Linked DNA regions of Mus musculus: region 2 is linked to region 1. The links are chromatin contacts, called in public HiCAR-type maps. All regions are on one chromosome and are shown on one strand. The core of a region is the stretch at or near the end of the contact, and the rest is flanking DNA. Distances in the headings are between cores, read along the strand shown.

Evidence for each region. HiCAR-type assays count read pairs that join an accessible place to other places.
Region 2: a contact with region 1 is called in a HiCAR-type map of kidney, with 4 times the contacts expected there. The contact joins two enhancer-like sites. A contact is called at or near these places in 1 of 39 promoter capture datasets (the C10 cell line), 13 of 484 Hi-C or Micro-C datasets (the G1E-ER4 cell line, Th2 cells, bone marrow-derived macrophages and 6 more), 5 of 115 datasets of contacts at active chromatin or transcription factors (bone marrow-derived macrophages, double positive thymocytes, embryonic stem cells and 1 more) and 2 of 9 other capture datasets (embryonic stem cells and liver).

The regions. Positions count from the first base shown.
Region 1 is chr16:91,935,214-91,937,835 of GRCm38.p6, forward strand. Gm36797 (a long non-coding RNA gene) reads right to left here. Exons shown (of 3, transcript XR_385049.2): 3 at 1,128-2,018. Among named protein-coding and RNA genes, the nearest start is that of Gm36797, 4.3 kb to the right of the region's middle. Within about 2 kb of position 1,323, at least 48 of the 459 cell types and tissues checked have an H3K27ac peak or open chromatin away from gene starts, as enhancers often do. A contact at or near this core is called in bone marrow-derived macrophages and kidney, where this site is marked.
Region 2 is chr16:92,036,716-92,039,337 of GRCm38.p6, forward strand. No RefSeq gene overlaps it. Among named protein-coding and RNA genes, the nearest start is that of Slc5a3, 20 kb to the right of the region's middle. Within about 2 kb of position 1,341, at least 86 of the 459 cell types and tissues checked have an H3K27ac peak or open chromatin away from gene starts, as enhancers often do. A contact at or near this core is called in bone marrow-derived macrophages and kidney, where this site is marked.

The DNA.
Region 1 (2,622 bases), core at 73-2,572:
TAAACATGTACGAACTGGGCTGGAGAGATGGCTCAGTGGTTAAGAGCACTGGCTGCTCTTCCGAGGTTCTGAGTTTAACTCCCAGCAACCACAGGGTGGCTCACAACCATCTATACTGGGATCTGACGCCCTCTGCTGGCACGCAGGTGTACATGCAGATAGAGCACTCATACATAAATCCTCTTCCTGCACGGAGAGGTCTCGGGAGTGTTTACGTTATCTATGGAGTTTTGTCGGAGTACAGTCCTTTCTGGTGTTTTCTTTGTTTTGTTTAAGAACTGTGCACAAGCCTCTTACCACACTCCCTGTGTTTTGCAGGGTGGCAGCCTGCATTAGAGCAGTTCTTTCACACAAGATCTCTCTTTCTCTTTAAAGCCCCAGAAAGAGCAAATGACCTCTGGGGCTTTTGCACAAGTCTTGCGGTTCGCAGAGATTGTGTGTTGGAAACTGAGCGGGCAATGAACAAGAGAGAGAAGGCATTACCACCGCATGAATTTAAACTCTTTAACCTTAAGATCTGGAACGTGTGCTCACAGGAAAGAGGCAGTAAATCATTTAATAAGAATTGGTGGTGAGAGCGGACACTCGGCCCAGCAGTTAAAACCTTGTGCTGCCCTTGCAGAGGGCATCCCCACCCCCACCCCGTTCAGTCCCCAGAACCCAGGTCTCCATTACCAAGCTGGAGTTGTAACTCCAGCTCCGGGGGAATCTGACGCCCTCTTCTGGACTCTTTTGGCCCTTGTGTGCTCACATGGACATACCCACATGTAGGCATACTTGCATACACAAGGGGGTGGTTTTTTGTTTGTTGTTTTTATTATTCAAGACAGGGTTCCTCGAACTCAAATAGATCTGCATTCTGAATGCTCACGGGGGTGTGAGCCACCACCCCAGCCTGATTTTTTTTATTATTATTATTTTTTTAAACTGTGTAGCCCTGTTTGGGCTGGAACTCTCAACCCAGACCACGCTGACGTCAGAACTCATAGAGATCTACCTGCCTCTACCTCTGCATCTGGAATACATGCAACACCCCACCTCAGCAGCATACACATAATTTTTAATTAATTCATTCATTTTTTTAATGAGAAAAGTTTAGTGGTTTTTTTTCCCCCTGAAACTCGATCTCTCGGATCTGCAGAGTGGCCCATAGAGGGTCTTGAGTTTCACCACCCCTGTGGTTCAGGCTTGTTTTCTTCACCTCTGGGCGTGATGTGAGGTAGTGCCCACCTTGAAGCTGCCACCTGCTCAATGTTCAAGGTCACCACAAAGGAGCCTGGTAGGTTTCTGCAAAATGCTGCGGACACTAGAGGGCGCCATCACCTTATGTTGCAAACAGAGTCTTTCTAGAGCTTTCTGGGTCCAAAATGCAGTGTCTGGCTCACGTTAGCCAGTGAGAATCATATGATTGTGAAACAAACAATCCTGATAGCTCCAGTCACAACCTCCACCATCAGAGCTGAAGCCTGTTGTAGAACCCCCTAGAAACTATCTTAGCTGGTCCTTGACTCTTAGACCTCCCATAGCAACCCAGGTCTTGCTTCACTGGCATGTTTCTGACTTAGAAGTCATAGCCCTTTGTTGGGTTGGGCAGTGGGGTGGGGTTAGGTCAGGAGGGAGAGCACTATACCTTTGGGGGAATCTTATTCTGGAAGCTGGTAGCGACAGAAGAAGCAAAGAAAAGACACGGAGCCTAACCTTCTTTGGCCCCTGGTTTGAATCACAACATTGATCTTGAGAGGAAAGCCAGGGTAGCAAGCTTGCTTGCGCGGTGCTCTTCTAATAGACTGAGAGAGCTGAGGAGACCTGCTCGAGGGTCTGGTCATGATTGGTTGTGTTTGGTGATGTGACCTAGGCTTTGCTTCACCACTTCTGTGTCTTAAACAATGTCTGTGTCTCAGGTTCCTTCTGTGGAGAACGGAAATATAACAGGAGGTAGCACGTCACAGCCTGGAAGACCCGGGGAGGGGCCTGTTACTCTCACTTTGCACACAGGGGTTTCCTATTTGTTGTTTTTCCTGTAGAGGGGAGATGAACACAAACCCAACAGGGGCCATTTTAAACGCAATATTAACGTGCTATTTCTTCTTTCCACTGGGCTGTGGCTCGGAACTTGGAAGAGATGGCCGTGAGACCCTCTGAAAGCAGGGCACAGTTCCTGTCAACACCAGTTCCACTTGGGAAGGGGCCTGACTGTGGGGAGGCCTGGCGTGGGTCAGAAGCACGTGTCCTCTGCAGAAACTTACCGAGTGACGCTCTGAACCAACCTGCAGCCGGAACGGCTTGGTAAATAAGCATGGGTCAAAGAACAGTATGAGGGCTCAGTGGACACAGGCGCTTGCCGCCCAGCCTGATGACCTGAGTTCAATCCCTGGGTTCCATATAGTGGAAGGAGAACTGACTCACACAATAAACAAACAGACAAACAACTAAACAAACAGTGTTTTGGAGACAGGGTTTCCATGTGTGGCCCTGGCTGTCCCGGAACTCACTCTGTAGACCAGGCTGACCTCAGATTCACAGAGATCTGCCTGCCTCTGCCTTTGGGGTGCTGGGATTGAAGGTGTGCACTACCATCCATCACCCAGCTACAAACAAACTTTGTAAGGTCATTTACTTGGG
Region 2 (2,622 bases), core at 91-2,590, 100 kb after region 1:
TCTGGGCTTGCCTGCCGGTCACACTCGAATGTGCCCCATGGGATACACAGGACTCCTGGGGTTGCCTGCCTTGTAACTTACTACACATTGTCTGTGACTTCCAGACATTTGCCTGTCACTTGTGATAAAGCACTGGGAGCCGTCACGTCCCAGTGAGAAGCAATCTTCACGCACATTTCCGTTCCATTGTGCTTATTTTTAAGTGGATTTTGACCTCACAGTTCCACTTCACCACATTAAATCCACACCCTTATTTTTACGACAGGGACCACAGTGGAATTGGCTGAGGTGAAAGGTGACATTTTTAAGGAGGGTTTCACCTGTGAGCATTTAGGTGTGCCCTGAGAGCTACTCCCAGCACACTCGTTCATTATTTTATTTAAAAGCCTTTCGTCGTGTTAACTGCTGTTGCCATTGTATAGGACTTGTTAGCAGCCATATTGTTATTGTTGGGATTTCCTGGGTATAGCTTCCTGGTCATATCTAGAAGACACAATCTCACAGTACACTCCCTGGTCCTCTGGCTTGTTTTAGTCTTCCTGCCCCCTCTCCCTGAGCCTGAGGTATATATGGTTATGCTGTGGATGTACCAGTCAGGGCTGGGCACCATACAATGATATAGAAGTACCAGTCCCTTTCCACTGCTAAAAGAAACTGCTTTTTGGGTTATATGCCAGTGTGGTAGGGGACTCTCACAGGGCCCCATCCCTGGATGAGCTACAGTTAACTAGCCCTTAATTGGTTATCTACCAGTGGTCAGCATATACATACAAATAATGGATGTGTGTGTGTGTAAAATAATTAAAAAGAGGCCATGAACTTGAGAGGAAGAGGGCATAAGAGGGACTGGAAGGGGACAGTTTTGTAATTATATTTTAATTAGAAATAAAATAAGTTAATAATGAGCCTTTTTCTTACATTCTTACATATGACATTTCAGTAGTATTGAGTTTAGATCTACTACACCATTTATCAACATCTGAGTGTTGACTCTTTTTTACTTGAGTATTTATTTATCTTCATCTTAGCACATGTCTGTCTGTCTTTAATCCCAGAGAACACAGTTCGGGGAGGAAGCCATAAAAGAAAGTGGAGTGGAGGAAAATAGATGGTTTGAAAACTGGTAGAGACCTCTGTTTACAACTTTAACCATAGCCTGAGCAAGCCAGCAGGGCACCTTCTGGAAGTATTTATAGAAATGTCAGTGGAAGACGTGATGTTGGCCTAACACAGTCAGAGAAAGAAGAATCTTCTAAAGCCTTCTGTGTAAAGCACGGATAGGGGTCCGGAAGGGAACACACACTTGCAAAGAGTGTCACCACGCTGTGTGGTAAATACAATTGCAGAAGTAAATGCAGGTGGCTGTGCCACAGAGGAGGAGCGGGGAAATTCAGAAGGTTGTTAGGAGCTGGTGACAAAGCTGCGGAGCTGAGAACAAACAGCAGCCGTAGAAGTATACACAAGCCGGAGGAAGCAACCACAACGGGCAACAGAGTGGGACACGAGAGCGTGACTGAGTGGGTAGCCATATGACCTCAAGTATCATTGACCAGTTCCCGTATTGGCTCCATCCTCACTGTAAACAGCTGCTGCATGCTTGAATGCCTACCTGGATTTGGACCGTGACACTCTAGCAACGCTTGTTCTAAGGCAACAGTTCTCAACCTGGGGGTCGCGACCCCTTGTGAGTCAACCTTTTCAACGGTTACCCAAGACCATCGGAAAAACACTGAGATTTAGATTAGGATTCATAACAGTAGCAAAATTCCAGTTGTGAAGTAGCAACGAAAATAATCTCATGGTTGGGGGTGGGGGTGGGGATCACCACAGTAGGCAGAACTATGTTAAAGGGTTGCGGCATTAGGAAGGCTGAGAACCGCTGCTCTAGGGACTTTTAAACAGCAAAACATACCGGATCATACCCGCCCCCTCCTCTGCCCCCAATCCCCCTAGCGAGGTAGCTGAGAGGAAAGGAAGGGCAGAAGAGCTACTTGGTGCTCAAAGTTCTCATACTAGACATTTTTATGTATGTCTAGTATGAGAGCTGGGTGCCGAGTAGTGTCACTCGTGGGCTAGAAGAAGTGTGACTAGTATAGAGGGGGAAGACACTATGCTCCCTGCTCCCGGGACTGCACAGTCTGGGCTGCTTAGGAACACTCAGATAGGAGTATCTTTATTTATTTATTTATTATAAATAAGTACATTGTTGCTTGCTGTCTTCAGACACACCAGAAGGAGTCAGATCTCATAACGGGAGGTTGTGCTGGGATTTGAACTCAGGACCTTCGGAAGAGTAATCACTGCTCTTACCTGCTGAGCCATCTCTCCAGCCCCAGATAGGAGTATCTATATGGGCAGTTAGAGTATACTGGAACTCAGGAAGGAAGTGTGGCTTAGGAGAAGATAGGCTATGAACTTGGGTAGCCATGAAGGGTGAGACAAAACAATATAGGGAGGGTGCTGAGTTTGCCCTGGGGTCAGGAGGAAGGGATGAGCCGCAGTGCCCCAAACTGCCTGGCTAGCATTCGGTTGTCCTGGAACTACAATTATGGTTCGAGGGAGCCACACTCAGACGCAAAAGGCCCTTCATTTCACCTTGTGGGGTGAAAGAGAGACCAATGG